Linked DNA regions of Mus musculus: all the other regions are linked to region 3. The links are chromatin contacts, called in public Hi-C, HiChIP or PLAC-seq and promoter capture Hi-C maps. All regions are on one chromosome and are shown on one strand. The core of a region is the stretch at or near the end of the contact, and the rest is flanking DNA. Distances in the headings are between cores, read along the strand shown. Region 1 holds the start of Ltbr (lymphotoxin B receptor). Region 2 holds the start of 4930417O13Rik (RIKEN cDNA 4930417O13 gene). Region 3 holds the start of Lpar5 (lysophosphatidic acid receptor 5). Region 4 overlaps Cd4 (CD4 antigen).

Region 1 (4,462 bases), core at 107-2,606, 250 kb after region 3:
ACAGGAGGGAGCTACCTTCTAAGCTCCTCATACCAGTTCATGTCTTGGCAGACCCCCTCCTGTGAGCCTTTTTCAAGGACTGATAGATTCTTTATGGTTCTCCCAGTGGGCAGAGGTACCACACTCACAGTACCAGTGGGGAGAAGCACCATGCGCACAGTATCACGTTCCTTGCCCTTGATGCCCAGCCTCCCTTTACTGGCTGCCCTCAGTGACCTCTGACCTGTGACCTCGGCTTCTGTGCCAGGCTGGCAGAGTACAAGCCGCTCCTCCTCACAGTGCACACACTCATTGTCCAGATACACACAGGACATCCCCGGCTGACAGCGGCACTCGGCTTTCCGATCGCTGGTGCAAGGGGCAACCTCCTCAAAGCCCAGCACTGTCAGGGAGAGGGAAGAGTCAGAGAGGAGCTGGCCCTCCCAGTCGTACCCATCATGCAGATCCAGATGAGTCCCCACTTACCAATGTCACAGGGGCGGCACAGCTGGCAGGTGGAGAGATGGTTCCAGTGTTCATTATAGGAATTATGGGGGCAAGTCTTGCAAACCGTGTCTTGGCTGCGGCTGCATACCGCAAAGACAAACTCGCCTATGAGGCGAATGGGGAAAGAGGGTTATCAGGAGACAAGAAGTCCATCTCTGCGTCCGCTGCCTCTGCTTGCTGCATGCCTCGGAGCCTCTCCTTGGTCTCTTTGTCCCCATCCTGTCTTCATGGCTACATGCCGCTACCTCTTCAAATCTCAGTGTCCGTGGGACAATGCTAATGCTTCGTAGACTCTCCTTCCTGGCTAGTTTTAGCAGTGCTGGCTCATTCTGGCTCACCTCTACCACCCAAGCCACTTGGAGCCACTGTTCTCACCTGGGGGACAGCGGGAGCAGCAGACGTCGTGCATGGGCTCGTAGTATTCCTTGTCCTGGTCCCAGCAAGTCTGGTTTTCTATGCGATAAGGGGGCACCTTCCAGAGGAGGCGGAGAAAGAGAAGAATGAGGCAGGGTCAGCTCTGGAGGGCAGAAGGGCTAGAGAGAAACCTGGTCCATCCCACCTAGCCCCTCCCTCACCAGCTGGGGCTGAGAGGCCACCAGAAGCCCGCTGAGTCCCAGCAGGAGTGGCCCCCAGGCCAGGCCGCAGGGAGAGGAGGCCCGGGGCAGGCGCATGGCGGCCTTTCGGCTCGGCTGACCAGACCGGGTGGAGTCCTAGGAGGAAGGTGGGAAGCCCGGACGTCCTGAGCAGCGTTGGCCACGACTTCCCAAGCCTGGCGGCTGGGCCGACGTGCCCCCGGGGGCCGGGAGCGGCCGGGCCTGGCCTCCAGGGCTCCAGCGCCGGGCTCAGGAAGTGGGAGTGGAGCGAGCCGGCCGGGGGCGGGGGCAGGGAGCCCTGGGAGCAGAGGCCGGCCTGTCGCAATCGCGACGGGGGGGGGGAAGAGGAACAGGCTTGGCCGCCTCGACGCAGGGCGGGAGGGGGTGGCCGGGAAAGCACGTGAGAGCTGCAGGCCCGGAACCCGGCCTCCACCTTTCTTCGGAAGCCTGGCTCTCAGAGGGGATTGCGGATTAGGATCGCTTGCTGGCCGAAAGGGGGGCAGCAGAGACAGTGGCTAGCCATCAGTCAGGCCCACCTCCGAGAGCCCGAGGCAGAGCTGACTTGGTTGACCTGCCGTGGACGTTGAGGCAGAGAGCTGTGGACAGCTGGGTGTCAGATTTGCAAAGAGGAGGCGCCAGGGATTGACAGTGCACCCAGCCAGGATACCCAGAGGTGGTTAGCAGATGCAGCCAGCGTCTGGCCAGGCATCCCACTTGGCAGAGACTGAGGGCCTGCTCCACTCTGTGACTTTTTAAAAAGAAGCTTCCACAGTAACAAGCCCACCCACGCCACACACCAGGGCGCACACCACAAGACACTGGAGAGAGTTCAGCTGGCCCTGAATCTGTCCTCTCCTCTGGGACCTCTCTCACGGAAGGGTGGGCGTGTGTAAACCCAGGTCCTGGTGAGTGGGGGCTTCTGGGCTGGGGCTGGGTAGCCTAGTTCCAGCGTGTGTGCACATAAGCCTATAACTCTCTTAAACCGAGGGACCTGAGAGCCCAGCCAGTGTAGGTACCTTACTTTCTAGAGAAGACCTGCCCAGGGTGCCAGGCAGCGGTGCACAGGGTTCCAAGATCGTTAAGCCTGGTGGGCCTTTTCTTCCTGCCATTAATAGCCCAGAGCTGCTGGAAGTATGTGACACCCCTTTTTCCCACGTCTACTGATTCCCAACCCCCCCCCCCAGCCCCCTTCACACACACACCCCTCTAAATTTCTATTAAGAAAACAGCCATGGAGCCCCCAAGGAACCCTAATGTCTGCCCTGTGCTCCTTACTAGGCTATTGGCTGGCCCGTGGCCTGGTTTGGCTATTTAGTCTAGGCTCACGGAGTCTAGCATGATCTGGCTTATGCCACTGGCCAGGTACATATTCGTTGTGTAAATGAAGGCTGTCCACACCGCTTAGCCACTCTGGAAGAACTTAACTGCAGTCCAGATCTGATTTTCAGATCCCAGCCCATGGCAACATCTGTCCTGCCTCCCTTGTGACTCGGGGGTGGGGGGTGGGGTTGGACTCTCATTTGGAATGAGGGAAAGCCTTCTCTTGCAATAGCTCACCTGAGAACTGACCTTTTCCATGGTGGATCAGATATCCAGACAGGCTTTCGGTGGAGCCTCGAAATGCTGGCAAGGGATTGAGTTTTAGAGAAGACCTGGGGAGAGGGGGGAACAGAGCGGGGCGGGGTGGGGGGGAACTTGCCTGGGCTTTTTTTTTTTAAGTGTATACTTTTTTTAAAAAAAAGATTTATTTATTATTATATGTAAGTACACTGTAGCTATCATCAGACACTCCAGAAGAGGGAGTCAGATCTCCTTAGTGGTGGTTATGAGCCACCACGTGGTTGCTGGGAATTGAACTCAGGACCTTCAGAAGAGCAGTTGATGCTCTTAACTGCTGCCTGGGCTCTTGATAGTCACTCTGTGCTGTCCCCTCCCTGGGTGCTGGCCCAGCAGCTCCACTCTGCTGGTACCTGTCTGTCTCAATTGTCCCAGGTTCCCTGGCAGTGGTAGAGATACTGAATAGCAGACCTCTGATTTCTCTTCCTTCTGGGCTCAGGGAGTTGGGGCAGGGGCTTGACTCACTTGGATCTCTTAACAGCATAAAGGAACGGGTGGGTGGGGAGCGGCCCTAGATACATTTCACTATTTCTTTTTTTTTTTTTTAATGTTTTATTAGGGAAAATTCACATGTACTATTCAGAGAGAGAGAAAGAGAGAGAGAGAGAGAGAGAGAGAGAGAGAATTAGGAGCCTCCATGTTGTCTTACTTAGCTTTCACTTGTGACCTGTCTTTTTTTTTCACATCATTCTCCCCCCAAGACAAGGTTTCTCTGTGTAGCTCTGGCTAACCTGGAACTCCCTCTGTAGTCTGGGCTGGGCTTGAACTCAGAGATCTGCCTTCCTCTGCCTCCCAAGCTCTGCTATTAAAGGTGTTGGCTACCTTTAGTGTGGATTTTAAAGTTTGTGAGTTTTCACATGTAGATTAGTGGGGTCTCATTGACTTTTTTCACCTGTTTATTTGTCTATTTATGCAGTGAGTATAGGAGTGTGGGCACGTTCTGTGACAGGACTCAGAAAGGTGGGGAGACCCGACCCACCTCCTGGCAGCCTACGGAGACTTCGGGCAGACAATACAAAATGGTTACTATAATACCTCTCCAACCTTCTTCTGGGGGATGGAGACTCCGGATGAGAAATCTTCAAATTCTTAGTGAGCACAGCATTGTCTTTGTTACTTGGACTTTTTACCAGCTTCCAGAAACTTTCATCAATGTCCACTGGGCAATACCAGACCAGAACTGAGTGCCCTCAGACTCCCAGAAGGTGTGAAGGGCTCTTCTCCCAGGCCTCCCTCCGAAGGGGTTGCGGAAACACCCTTTTCCCCACAGCCTATGAGTAATTCCCAAAGAGAATTGGTGTGAGTGGATCACTCTAAACCACTCCTGTCTTCTTCCTTATATTTCCCTTAGCCAACTGATTCCGTTAGCCAGCCCAGCTGGGCTGGTAGACAGAGAGAAATGGACAGATCAGATGAGTGTTTGGAGTTTCAGTGGGAGCAAAGATTTGTCCAGTTACTCTCCATCTTGGTAACCTTGCTCCCCAGAAGACACTTGGAAATATCTTAAAGACACTTTAGGTTGCAACTGCTTGGAATTCCCACTGTCACCTAGCGCAGAGGCCAGGGATGTTGCTGTGTCCCGCAGTGTAAGACAGGCTCAGACAGTAAGGAATTGCCTGGTTGGGATTGCCAGCAGCAAGGACCTTGTCAAGCCCTGTAACTAAGCAAAGGAATAAGTCTTAATGGGGACTCCTAAGCATCTTCACAGGTCGCTAGAATGAGGATGGGAGAGAGAAATTTTCTGGTCTACCTCATTAGATTTATAC
Region 2 (4,351 bases), core at 377-2,876, 200 kb after region 3:
CCTCAAACTCAGAAATCCGTCTGCCTCTGCCTCCCGAGTGCTGGGATTAAAGGCGTGCGCCACCACGCCCAGCCTGTAGTTTTAATTCTTGTATTTCACTGCTGAGCGGTGTCTCAGTGCCTGAAGTCAGAAGAAAACTATTCTTACACTGGAGGGTCTTGGTAACCATCAATTGGCCTATGGCTTGATTTCTGGACTCTCAGTTTTATTCCATTAATCTATGTCCATCTTTATGTCGCTCTCACAGTTTTGATTACAGTTTTATAGTAAGTTTTGACATCAAGAAGTATAAACTCGGAGTGGTACTGTATGCTTATGTAATCCCAGCAGTAAGGTGGCAGAGGCAGGAGGATTACTGTAAGTAAAAGTTCAGCCTGCGCTACATAGCGAGACCTGTCTCAGAAGAGAAGAGAAAGGAAACTGGAAAGAATGAGTTAGTGGGTTTTGATCTTTTCTGAAATAATGTTTTGTTTTTACACTAATTTGTTCACTCATTTTGTGTGTGGTGTGGGTGGGAGTGTGTCGCGGCACGTATGTGGAGGTCAGAGGTCAGTTTACAGAAGTTGATGCTCTCCTGCCACCGTTGGAGGTCCCAGGGATTCAGTTCAGGTAGCCAGGCTTGGTGGCAAATGTCTTTAATTGCTGAACCATCTTTCTGGCCTCTCTAAAGTATTTTGGCTATTCCGTGCCTCTTGAATCGCCGTATGACTTTTAGGATCAGTTTCATTTCTGCAAAAAGGGGCAATTGAAATTTTTATAGGCATTGTCTTGGACTCACTGGTGGGAGTTGGCAGAATTATCACAATAACACAATCAGGTTTTCCAACCCATGAACACCAAATCTTCTGATATATTTAGTACTAAATGCCTTTAAACAATGTTTTGTGACTTTTCATTGTAGAAGTCTTACAATTTATTTGTTGACTTTCTTGGTAAGGTTTTAATCTTTCTGATGCTATGGTAAGTGGAATTCCCCCCTCCCCTAGTTTTTTCTTGTTTTGTTTCTGAGACAGGGTTTCTCTGAAAGAGAGCTCTGCCTGTCCGTGAACTTGCTTTGTCAACCAGGCTAACTTTGAACTCACAGGGAACTGCCTGCCTCTGCCTCCCCAGTGCTGGGATTAAAGATATGCACTCTTGGTTCCTTTGTTTTTTAAATTAATTAATTAGTTGATTAATTAATTAAAAAAAACCAGTGTCTCATGTATTCCAGGATGGCCTCAAATTGATTTTGTGGCTAAGAATGACCGTGAACACCTGATTCTGTCTCTACTCCTAAGCACTAAGTGACACTGTGACACTTCACCCAGCTGATGTCAGGCTACCCGCTGCTTACGTTACTTATTTTTCTATTTAGACAGGGTCTCCTGTAGTTTCTGCTAGCCTCAGCCTGACTCCACGTGTCTCCCTCCCAAGTGCTGGAGGTGGCAGATGAGCGGCACAGTGCCTGGCTGTGTTGACTTTTGAAGAAGGCAGCTGTTTTCTCTGCGGGCAGGAAGGTGGCAGCAGGACGTGTAGGTGTGTTGCTATGACACCGTGTGCTGCTGTTGTCACGTAACTTCTCTGAAGTCATAGATGGCGAGTTAGATTCTGTGACACAAAGGGAAGCGTGTCTGACTAATTATTCCCACACTGCCTTCGCTTCTGAGGGCTCCCTGGCCTGGGAGAGTTTGAGCAGAAGTGTAAGTTTGGGTCTACAGAGCTCTCGATGTCCTGACCCTTCACTCCTGTAGGATTTGGGCTAGCCCCTTCTGAAGGAACAGGGACCCCTTTAGTGGGCACAGGCTGTGGTCATATTTCTTTTCTCTTTTTCTTTTCTAATGTTTTTGAGGTAGCCTAGGCTGACCTCTGAGGATAGCCCAAGTGCTGACACTTCAGGTGTGTGACACCATGCCTGGCTACCGTCACATTTTGTCACATGCCTTTTGCCTGTACTTACTGACTGGAGAGCTGTTTATTCATGCTTTGCCCATGTCAAAACTGGATAACTGATTCTTCTCTTTCACCTACAAGTTAGACCAGGATGGGCATTTTCATGAGCCTATTGCCTAGGGAGGTTTGTAAATGATAGACACAGGCAAGGCGGGGCCAGAGGAGGCTGAGGTGAAAATCCAAGGAAAAATCCAAGAGTCAGTCAGATGGCAAAGAACTGAAGAAATACTGGACCATTGGAGGTATAAATGTCTGTTTGCCCTCTGCTTCTCTGGTTGTTAGTGGGGTGAGCTGCTCAAGGACTTTGAATGAGTCTGTCTGTGCTGTAACCGGGAGGGTGGGTGGATCGGTGCTGATGCTCCTAGGGAGCATGTGAGCAATGGTGTCAGGTACTGAGCTGCGCAGGACGCAGGGCTGGTAAATGTGTCCTGGAACGACTCAGTCACCAGCTCCTGCCTTCTCTGCCAGGCGTGAGAGCAGCATGAGAAGTCAGGGTTCCAGGCAAAGAGTAAAGGAACCCGGGAGGTCAAGGCACGGGGCGGGCAGGTGGAACAGAATATCACCCTTCCTAGGGTTCCCAGTGGGAAAGTGCGAACTTCAGGACGGGCCGTGTGGAGACTTCTGGGGCTGAGACGTGACTAACACATTTCCATGCTGAAGGATGTGGTGGACTGGCAAGGGACTAGAATAAGAGATGACGTGAGTTTCTGTGTGTTTTCTGATCCTTTTTATTATTATTTTTTAAAGATTTACTTATTTTATGTATGTGAGTACACTATAGCTGTACAGATGGTTGTGAGCCTTTATGTGGTTGTTGGTCATTGAATTTTTTTAGGACCTCTGCTCACTCTGGTCAATCCTGCTCGCTCAGTCCCTGCTCGCTTCAGCCCAAAGATTTATTTATTATTATGCATAAGTACACTGTAGCTGTCTTCAGACGCACCAGAAGAGGGCGTCAGATCTCATTATGGATGGTTGTGAGCCACCCCCTGCCAGCTCTGATCCTTTTTATTTTTTAAGACAAGGGCTGTCTGTGTAGTCCAATGACTTAGTACTTACTGCCCAGACCCTTGTCCTCCTGCCTCCTCCTCCTCTCAAGCCCTGAGACTACAGATTCACACCACCACGCCCAGCTGTTTGTATAGTTCGGGATTAGAGAGTAGAGAAAAATGGTCTGGGAGTAATTACTGACATTGTAGACAAAGAATAGATTATTGTTCATCAAGTAAACATTCTACTGTCCCTTATGCCTTTTAAGTTCAAAGTACGCATTTTGTTGTTTTATTATGAAGCTCTACATATGTACGTGCTGGCGATTCAAACTCAGCCCTCAGATGGCTGTGTAACACCTTGCATAGATAAACACTGGGCCATTTCTGCAGACCCATCTTTCTTTTCTTTCTTTCTTGTTTGAGACAGGGTCTCACTACATAGCCCTGGTTGGTTCAATAACTTCCCACTGTGCTTCATTCCCATTTGTCCTTTTAAAATTAAAATTTTATTAACTCAGCTTGAACAATTTAAGCTCCACTATAAATATAGTCCATTGGAGTCTCTTAAATATTTTAAATCTCTCATCTAAATTTAACATCCAGTATATTTGATTTTCTCTTAAAGCGTTTCGATGCGTGACAGGGCAGTGTCTCTTTAGACATCGTTTCAACTTACTGGGCAGCCTAGGCTGCCTATGAACACCTGATCTTCCTGCTTCAGCCTCCTAAGTGCTGGTATTATAAGAGTATATTACCATTAGTCAGACATCTAACTCCAGTGAGAATAAACTCCCTAACTACTTCAACACTTGTTGTAAGTCTAACAAAGGTTTACATGTCGTCATCATGATTCTTTGAAGTATTATCATTGTTTACAGTCAGCGTGCACACCTCCTAACCTAGAATCACAGTCCTAGTTTGGGTTAATATTACTGTGATGGAACAGCATGACCAAAAGTAACTTAGGGAGGAGAGGGTTTATTTGACTTCTATATAATAGTCCATCACTGAAGGAAGGCAGGACAGGAACTCAGGCAGGGCAGCATCCTGGAGGCAGGAGCTGATGCAGAGCCCATGGAGAGGTGCTGCTTACTGGCTTGCTCAGCCTGCTTTCTTACAGAGTCCAGGGGTATCAGCCCAGGGACGGCAACACCCACAGTGGGTTGGGTCCTCCCCATCAATTAGTAATTGGAGGGGGCTGGTTGGGGGCACAACACTTGGGACATCAATCAATCAATCAATGAATGCCTTACAGCTGGATTTTTAAAAAAAAAATATTTTATGTATGTGAGTAAACTGTCACTGTCTTCAGACACATCAGAAGAGGGCATTGGATCCCATTACAGATGGTTGTGAGCCACCATGTGGTTGCTGGGAATTGAGCTCATGATCTCTGGAAGATAAGTCAGTGCTCTTAACAGGTGAGCTGT
Region 3 (4,135 bases), core at 1,282-3,781:
CTTCCTCCTGTCCCTCTCTCTGATTTCTCCCATGTCTCCTCCTCACTCCCTCTCAAATTAATGAATTGGCCTTTTTCTTTTTTTTTTTTTTTTTTTTTTTTTTTAAAGATTTATTTATTTATTATATGTAAGTACACTGTAGTTGTCTTCAGATACACCAGAAGAGGGCACCAGATCTCATTACGGGTGGTTGTGAGCCACCATGTGGTTGCTGGGATTTGAACTTCAGACCTTCGGAAGAGCAGTCGGGTGCCCTTACCCACTGAGCCATCTCACCAGCCCCAAATTGGCCTTTTTCTTTGACTTATTTTTACACACACACACACACACACACACACACACACACACTACATATACAACCTGCTGAGTTCATTCAGCATTGCTTGTGTGCATACAGTGTCAAGGGTTTTGGCAGTGGTTAGGCAATTACGGGCCTCATCCCTGGGACAGCAGTTCTTTATCTAGAGGTGGGAGCCCTGGTGATCCATCCACCTACTGGTGGTGATACTATTCAGCTCTTATTTAGGCAGCCATGTCTGCCGAGGTACAATGGGTGACAGGGAAACATCCTGTCATTTCTACTTCCTGTTTCTCAGGTTCTTACAGTCTTTCTGCCCCTCTTTGGAGATGTTCCCCGAACCTGCAGGAGGTATATTGTAGGGTACACCAGCAACAGTTGATCTTTGCATTGTGATTAATTGTGGTTCTCTGTAGCATAAAATTCCTTTTAAACCAGGTGGCAGTGGCGGTACACGCCTTTAATCGCAGCACTCGGGAGTCAGAGGCAGGAGGATGTCTTTAAGTTTGAGGCCAGCCTTATCTACATAGTGAGTTCAAAGGTAGCCAGAGATACATAAAGAGAGATGTTGAAACTTGCTCTAAACAGTAGACCCAGGTCATAGTCAGCTATTGGATGGACCACAGGGCCCCCAGTGGAGGAGCTAGAGAAAATACCCAAGGAGCTAAAGGGATCTGCAATCCTATAGGTGGAACAACATTATGAACTAACCAGTACCCCCCTGGAGCTCCTGTCTCTAGCTGCATATGAATCAGAAAATGGCCTAGTTGGCCATCAGTGGAAAGAGTGGCCCATTAGTCGTGCAAACTTTATATGCCTCAGTACAGGGGAACGACAAGGCCAAGAAGTGGGAGTGGGTGGGTGGGGGAGTGGGTGGGGGAGCGTGTGGGGGACTTTTGGGATAGCATTGGAAATGTAAATGAAATAAATACCCAATTTAAAAAACAAAACCAGGGGCTGGTGAGATGGCTCAGTGGGTAGGAGCACCTGACTGCTCTTCCGAAGGTCCAGAGTTCAAATCCCAGCAACCACATGGTGGCTTACAACCATCTGTAACAAGATCTGACGCCCTCTTCTGGAGTGTCTGAAGACAGCTACAGTGTACTTACATATAATAAATAAATAAATCTTTAAAAAAAAAAACAAAAACAAAAAACAAAGCAAAACCAGTAGACCCGGGTGTACGACTGGGTGCCAGAGCATTTGCTTAGCGTACACGAGATCTTTTTTTTTTTTTTTTTTTTGGTGTTTTTGAGACAGGGTTTCTCTGTGTAGCCCTGACTGTCCTGGAACTCACTTTGTAGACCAGGCTGGCCTCGAACTCAGAAATCCGCCTGCCTCTGCCTCCCGAGTGCTGGGATTAAAGGCGTGCGCCACCACGCCCGGCTCATACACGAGATCTTATATTCAGTCATCACAAAGGAAAAAAAACCACAGCTAGTATAACGCACCCTCCAGCCTTCAGGAGTGATCAACCCATGGCTTATCACTCAGCAGAATATTCACGTTGATTTTTATCCAGGGTTGGTCAAACTCATTTAACCACAATACCTTTGTCAGCTATCTCCAAAAGATCCGTCTTTGCTAACTAATATGCATTGAAGGGCTATGCTCAGCCTGAAGAGCAGACAGAGACCACCACAAGCCCCCTACCTCCAGGAGCTCCCAGCCTGAGGCAGACAGAGGGAGAGGAGGAAGCATCCAGTCAGGCAACTGCTCTGATGGAGGAACTGGGTGTGTGCTGGTAGGCAGGCAAGGAGGGAGAACCCTTGGCTGACCAACAGGCCCCAGGCAGGGGAAGCTACAACCACGAGCCACTTTTGCTAAACCACCTAGCTGACCCAAGAGAGGAAGAGAGACAGGCAGGGAGGAGACAGGTGAGAACATCATGATGTGTGTGTGTGTGTGTGTGTGTGTGTGTGTGTGTGTGTGTGTGTGTTAGTCATCAGGTATCAGTGGGTGGGTGTGCCGCAGAGAGAGTTCCCGGAAACTGCACATCTGGGAGCCATAGTTGCAGAGTTAGGTGACTGGGGTAAGGTTGGATTTTCACCGGCTTTTAGAGCTTGCTTCTCTGACCTGTTTGCGAAGGTGTCTGTGGTCAAAGCTCTTTGACTCTGTGGGGTTGGTTGGGTGAGTGCAGGAGCTGGGAGGGATGTTCTGAGATCTGTAAGGTGGGTGTGTCAGGCCCGCCCAGGAGCAGGTCCTACCAGGGAAGCTCAGCCCAACCCAGCCCAGAGTGTCAGCGGAAGCAGGCTTGGGGCAGCGGCAGAGGAAGAGCAACCGATCACAGGTATGGGGAGGTGACAAATGGGGCTGGACCACCAGAAGTGGGGGACATTGGTGAGGATGGAGAATGTAGGTGGGCCGTAGGCTCTGGGAAATCCTTTTAGATACAGTGAAAAGGCAAACGGGGCTGCCCCATGTGGACAGATCTGTCCATAGGAGCCTGAAGAGGCAGCCAACATGCCTGAGACACCTGATGGGCTGAAGCCTCACTGTGGGCCACCTTAGGGTCTTGCCCTAAAACTTTAGACTCCTGTTTTCATGCTGACCCTGAGGTCTGCTCCCCTCAAGCCCACTCATCCTGCAGGGCCAGGTCCTGTTCTGGAAGACACGGAGCTGCTCTGAGTAAAATTGGCTAAAGAGTTTACTGGTAAAGGCATCTTACTCGAGCTACCAAGGTATGTTTTATTTTGTTATTTGGTGCTGGAGATGGACTGCCCTATATGCTAATAAGCACTTGCCCTACCACTGAGTTCCCTCCCCTTTTTGAGATGTAGCCCAGGTTGGCCTCAAAATCTGTACATAGCCAAGGAGGACCTTGAACTCCTGAAGCCTCTCCCTGGAGCCCTGGGGTTACAGGCATCAAGTTTATGCAAGTGCTGGAGGTTAAACCTAGGTCGTGCTAGGCAAGCACTCTACCGGCCGAGCTCAATCCCCAGTTTCCCGACCCTTTTGGATGAGTGAGGTCTCATTATGCTTTCTAGCATGGTCTTCAACTCCTAACCTCCACGGACACCCCTGCCCTGTCAGCTTTCCTGCTAGTTGAAACTATACGTGTGAGCCACGATGAAACTATAGTGTGAGCTCAGATCTATTTCATCTATTTTGGGCTGTGCTAGAGATTAAACCCTTGTGAATGCTATTCTACCACTGAGCTACCCCAGCCCTTCCAGGTATATTTTAATGGGTCTTGAGGAAGCACTGCCCTACTCCAACCTGAAATGCTCATATGTAACAGAAAGGTGTCAGGCTGCATGGTCTCTCTGTCCCCATGGCTTTGACAGAATGGCTGATGAGCAACTAGGAGAGGAAATGAGCCATTGTGCATATTTGGGAATCCAGGGAAGGCTGTCTGGGACTTTTGCCATACCGGTGCAGGCCACTGCCTGCCTACTACCTATGGTTATGGGTGTTCAGTGACAAGAAAGGGACACATAGACTTCTGTTTCCAGAACTCTTCACTTATGGTAAACTGAAGTCATAGCCCTGGGGGGCTGGGAAGTGAGGAACTGTGACCCCCTCACTTCCCAAACAGCAAGAGACACTAACACTAGCTCAATCTGTGCTGTCTGATGCCGTTAGTTCTTCCTACCCTGCTGTTCTCAGTGCGTAGCCCACTGGCACAGAGACCTTTTTTTGTCCAGAAGCATAAACAACAACAACAACAACAATAATAATAATAATAATGATAATATAGCAGCCAAGGAGGAGACAGCAAAAAAGAGGGAACTGTTGAGAATATTTATGTAGCTGAGAGGCCAAGCATTTGATCTGCCTGGTGTGCACAAGGCTCTGGGTTCATCTCCGGCATAAAAAAATACAAGGGTGTGGACC
Region 4 (4,516 bases), core at 282-2,781, 190 kb before region 3:
ACAGATATAAGTCTGAGAGTCTTCCATCTTAAGTTTATTGATGATGAGAGGAAACGATCCTTTCTCCCATGCCCCTTTTTTGGAATCAAAACGATCAAACTGCGAAGGCGAACCTCCTGCAAATCGAAGCCATACAAAAGAAGTTGAGGTGCCCTGGCACCTCTGCTGAAAAGAGTGCCCACAACTCTGCTGGTCTGAGTTGGCAGTCTTTAATTCACCCTCATGAAGGACTCTGAACTGATGAGAAGGCCCACCAATGTCTATTTACATGGTGGGAACAGTATCCCACTAGCTCAAAAATACCATAAGATACTCTGCTGATTTGGGGAGCAACCACTCTTACAAACTGAACACTGTACATACCATCTACCATGATCTTCACAATAATTCCTGAGAATACAGACTGTTTGGCAGATATGGACGCTATCACTCAGGGTTGAGACAATGGCTCGAATTCATACATCTTAGTAATTTGTCCCATGAATTAGAACTATTAATGACCATTCAGAACTAAATGCCTTCCCCAGAGGATGGTAAAGTAAATAATACTTCAATCTTGTGTGGTGGTGTATACCTCTAATCTCAGTCAGGCCTCAGGAGGTTGAAGAAAGAAGATTTGAGAGTTCAAGGCCAGTTTGGGCTACAAAACTTACCTGACACCTCAGTGAGTAAACACTTTCAACCTGGTGACCTTAGCTCAATTCCCAGGACCTTTGTAGAAACAAACTCCCACAAATTGTCCCCTGACAACCTCTACCCCATAATGACTTTTTTTGTTTTGTTTTCTATTTTTGTGTTGTTGTTGTTTGCTTGTTTGTTTTGTTTTTCCAGACAGGGTTTCTCTATGTTGTGCTGGCTGTCATGGAACTGGCTTTGTAGACCAGGCTGGCCTTAAACTCAGGGCTCCCTCCCCCCGCCCCTGCCACATCCCTTTTCTACCTATACACTTTTGACATCTGTAAGAGGTGGAGCTTAAAGTTTGAGTCCCGTATGTACACTCTGCAATGCTGTCTCTGGAAAGCTCCTTCAGCATGAATTCGGGCTCTGTTTTTTCCTTCCCTCCTTTCTCCTCCCATCCTCCTCATTCATGCTAGAGACTGATCCCAAGGGCTCACACTTATTAAGGAGGCTGTATGTCGGAACTACACCGTCTCCATACCTCCTGGTCTGGTCTCTGTCTTATGTTCTTTTCCTATTGCTATGATAAAACACCCTGACAAAGGCAACCTAAGAGAGGGAATTTCGAGGTTCCAGGGTCCAGTCCATCATGGCTCAACCCAAGACAACAGGAGTTAAAGCAGCTGATCTTATCCTATGCACCAGCAGGAGGCAGAGTATGGTGAACTGATTCTTGCACTCAGCTGGGGTCTTGTTTTTTGTTTTTGTTTTCTGATTTTTGGTGTTTGGATTTTTTTTTTCCTGTTCCCACAGTGGGCTGGTTCCTCCACCAGAACCTGATCAAGAGAAGCCCTCACAGTCATGCCCAGAGGCTAAAAAGTCTCCCCATTCCCTGGGACCGATCTCTGAGGTGGTTTCAGTTCCTGTCAAACTGATTACAAGAGGAAATTCCTCTTTCAGCTCCCTGTGTGCAGTGGCAGCTCCATAATCCATTTCTCCGTTCTTCTCACAACTGACCAGACTTGGAGGAGTAGCTTACTCAGATTCTCTCCCTCTCCTTCTCCCTCCACCCTTTCCCCTCCCCCTCCCTCCATCCTCTCCCTGCCCACCCCGCCTCTGTGTGTGTGTGTGTGTGTGTGTGTGTGTGTGTGTGTGTTTCTCTCCTTCCACTGTGTGGGGCTCAGGGATCAAATGGATCGAATCCAGGCCACCAGACTTGGTGGGACGTGCCCTTACCTGCTGACCGGTCTCACCCCCTTTCACCCTTTCTTTCTCCCCTTCACACCTTAGTTCCCTTTGCTGGTCTTGACCTCAGACTATTGTCTGGTGTTGCCCTAACTATCTTCTGCTCTGCTTCCCTGTTTCTACATCCATTCTGACTTCCCCTAAATAGCTCCATCATTCACTGCAGATGAGATTCCCAGCCCAGCCTTCTGCTCGCCTCTAGGCTTGTGTTTCCTGTAGCCCAAGGAATAGTTAGCTGTGTTTCAACAACCTCCACCACACCAGAGTAACCTGTTCAAAGTAATGCGTATCGCCTCTCTCCTAAAATAAGCCCTCCTGCTTGCCTTCCTGATGAAGAAAATCATGATGCGATTGTCTATGATGCCCTGTAATCTGAAAACTCGATTCAAAAGAGTATAGGGTATCTAAGAGAATGGGCAAATCTGAGACAAATTGCTGGAGGAGAGCAGTGTTGGACTAAGTCTTAAAAGCCTGGCTGAAGAATGTAGCTCAGTGGTAGAGAACTTGACTAGTAGACATGAGGTCTTGGGTTCAGCCTCTATCCCACCACCACCAAAAGTGAGTATGATGGGGTGGGGTGGGGTGGGGTGCGACTTCAGTGTAACCTGCACAAAGGCAGAAGCAGAGAGCTGAGTTCAAAAGCTGTCCTCTGAACACACTCACTCACTGGAGGGATAATAATAAGTCTTTTTTTTTTCTTTTTTTTTTTCTTTTTTCAGTTTTTCCAGACAGGGTTTCTCTGTGCAGCCCTGGCTGTCCTGGAACTCACTCTGTAGACCAGGCTGGCCTCCAACTCAAAAGTTTACCTGCCTCTGCCTGACTGCTCTGATTAAAGGCGTGCACCACCACCACCTAGCATAAATAATACGTTTTTAAAAGATTTCTTTTGCATGTATGAGTGTTTTGACAACACGTATGTATATGTGCCCGGTTCCCATGTTAACCAAAGGAGGTATCATTTCCCCTAGCACAGGTCTTACAGATGGTTGGGAGCCTCTCTCAATGAGTGCTGGGAACCAAACCCAGGTCCCCTGCAGGAGAACGTGCTCTTATCCACTCAGCTGCCCCTCCAGCCCAATAATAAATAAAGTTATTTTTAAGAAGGAAAATATAGGCTGGCTGGGGTGTGGTTCACAGTAGAGCGCTTGCCTCTTTTCAGTTTCTAACGTGGGAAGAAAAAAAGTTTTCAAGTGTGTGTGTGTGTGTTATGTGTGCACATGAGTGTGTAGGTGCCTAATGGAGGGCATCAGATATTCTGCTATGTCACTCTCCACCTTATTTCTTTGGAGTTGGTATGGTGGTGAGCAAACTGTGATCTTCCCGGCTCTGCCCTGAACAACACGGGGGTTGCAGATGGGTCACACTATTCCAGATTTCCACATGAGTGATGAAGTCTCCAACTCATGTCTTCAGGCTGTAAGAACTCTCACACACTGACCAGCTCCCCAGCCACAAGAAGAAGAAAAAAGGTTTAAGAACAGAAAAATGGATGCGGGGGAAGGAGGTTCAGGAAGGGGAGATGACACAAGAAAGTAGCTCAAGGCAAGCTGTCAAGAGACATCAGGACGTGGAGCTTTTCAGCTGGGGTGCTGTGAGGACGTGGTGCAAAGAAAGCAGAAAGTCCAGTGGGTGCTCCTAGGCTTGGTCATTCACAGGGGATGACATGTGCCAGTCTGCACCTCAGCATCAGAGAGAGAGAGACCCAAGAAGAAAGACAAGAAAGAATAGCCAGGTTGCTCACTGTGGTGCCTGAGACAGACAGGCGTGCCCCAGAGAGGACCAAACCAAAAATCAGTCAAAGAAAGGGGCGATTGCAGCTGGGGAGTGGTGAGAGGTGGGAGCCTGGAGGAGAGGAAAGGGTTTGAGGTCCACAAGTCAAGACAACAAGAGGGTGCCTCTGCCATTGTTAAACATCAGGAAGTGAGGGGAGGGAGGTGGCTCAATAGATAAAGAGCCTGCTTCGAAACCAAGAGGACCTGAGTTGGAATTCCCTACAGCCACGGAAAGCCAACTGGGAAGATGTAAAGCCCACATGTCCCGCTCCATGAGAGATGGAGACAGGCAGATCCTGGAGCTATTCAGTAGAGCATCTCACTGAAACATTGAGCATCAGGTTCAGTGAGAAACCCTGCCTCAAAAACAAAGCAAAGGTGGGACTGGAGAGATGGCTTAGCGATTAAGAGCCCTGGCTGCTCTTCCAGAGGACTTGAGTTCAATTTCCAGCACCCACACTGCAGCTCACACCTGTTTGTGACTCTACTTCCAGGGGACCTGACAAAACACCAAAGCACATAAAATATAAATAAATAAATAAATAAATAAATAAATAAATAAATAAGCAGAGAGCATTATAGGAAGACATCAAACATTGACCTTTAGTCTCCACTCAGACACACAGATGAGCACACTTGCATGTGCACACACACACACAAACAAACAACCAGGAAGTTAGAAAGGAACCATTCCTACAGAACAAAAGCATTAACACAAAAGATTAGAAATATTTAGAAAGTTTTTAATCTCACAGGTAAGGAAAATAAATCACAGTTAAAAGAACATTGTCAGCCGGGCGTGGTGGTGCACGCCTTTCATCCCAGCACTCGGGAGCCAGAGGCAGGCGGATTTCTGAGTTCGAGGCCAGCCTGGTCTACAA

The links. A called contact is a pair of places that touch in the nucleus more often than the background predicts. HiChIP or PLAC-seq counts read pairs in DNA pulled down with a chosen protein or histone mark. Capture Hi-C pulls out chosen DNA fragments and counts their contacts.
Region 1: a contact with region 3 is called in a promoter capture Hi-C map of adipose tissue. The contact joins the promoter of Ltbr here to the promoter of Lpar5 in region 3. A contact is called at or near these places in 4 of 39 promoter capture datasets (liver, neutrophils and pre-B cells), 1 of 115 datasets of contacts at active chromatin or transcription factors (pancreatic cancer cells) and 3 of 9 other capture datasets (adipose tissue, liver and pancreatic islet).
Region 2: an H3K4me3 HiChIP or PLAC-seq map of the 230-238 cell line shows a contact between it and region 3, with 2.3 times the contacts expected there. The contact joins the promoter of 4930417O13Rik here to the promoter of Lpar5 in region 3. A contact is called at or near these places in 1 of 39 promoter capture datasets (liver), 1 of 15 datasets of contacts at CTCF or cohesin (embryonic stem cells), 2 of 484 Hi-C or Micro-C datasets (the G1E-ER4 cell line and the N1E-115 cell line), 5 of 115 datasets of contacts at active chromatin or transcription factors (the 230-238 cell line, effector CD8 T cells, embryonic stem cells and 2 more) and 2 of 9 other capture datasets (adipose tissue and liver).
Region 4: a contact with region 3 is called in a Hi-C map of bone marrow-derived macrophages, with 1.6 times the contacts expected there. The contact joins the enhancer-like site here to the promoter of Lpar5 in region 3. A contact is called at or near these places in 8 of 39 promoter capture datasets (the 3T3-L1 cell line, cranial neural crest, embryonic stem cells and 5 more), 5 of 484 Hi-C or Micro-C datasets (the STO cell line, bone marrow-derived macrophages, differentiating embryonic stem cells and 2 more), 12 of 115 datasets of contacts at active chromatin or transcription factors (the SCID.adh cell line, bone marrow-derived macrophages, craniofacial prominence and 8 more) and 5 of 9 other capture datasets (adipose tissue, embryonic stem cells, liver and 2 more).

The regions. Positions count from the first base shown.
Region 1 is chr6:125,312,529-125,316,990 of GRCm38.p6, forward strand. It overlaps Ltbr (lymphotoxin B receptor), which reads right to left and starts at 1,357. Exons shown (of 10, transcript NM_010736.4): 1 at 1,062-1,357; 2 at 862-958; 3 at 466-591; 4 at 224-382. The coding sequence starts at 1,157. It also overlaps a transcript of Scnn1a not described here.
Region 2 is chr6:125,263,899-125,268,249 of GRCm38.p6, forward strand. It overlaps 4930417O13Rik (RIKEN cDNA 4930417O13 gene), which reads left to right and starts at 1,627. Exons shown (of 4, transcript NR_015527.1): 1 at 1,627-2,171; 2 at 2,502-2,628.
Region 3 is chr6:125,065,389-125,069,523 of GRCm38.p6, forward strand. Lpar5 (lysophosphatidic acid receptor 5) reads left to right here and starts at 2,532. Exons shown (of 2, transcript NM_001163269.2): 1 at 2,532-2,588.
Region 4 is chr6:124,873,015-124,877,530 of GRCm38.p6, forward strand. Cd4 (CD4 antigen) reads right to left here. Exons shown (of 10, transcript NM_013488.3): 4 at 1-116. Among named protein-coding and RNA genes, the nearest start is that of Gpr162, 11 kb to the left of the region's middle. Within about 2 kb of position 1,532, at least 8 of the 459 cell types and tissues checked have an H3K27ac peak or open chromatin away from gene starts, as enhancers often do. A contact at or near this core is called in bone marrow-derived macrophages and microglia, where this site is marked.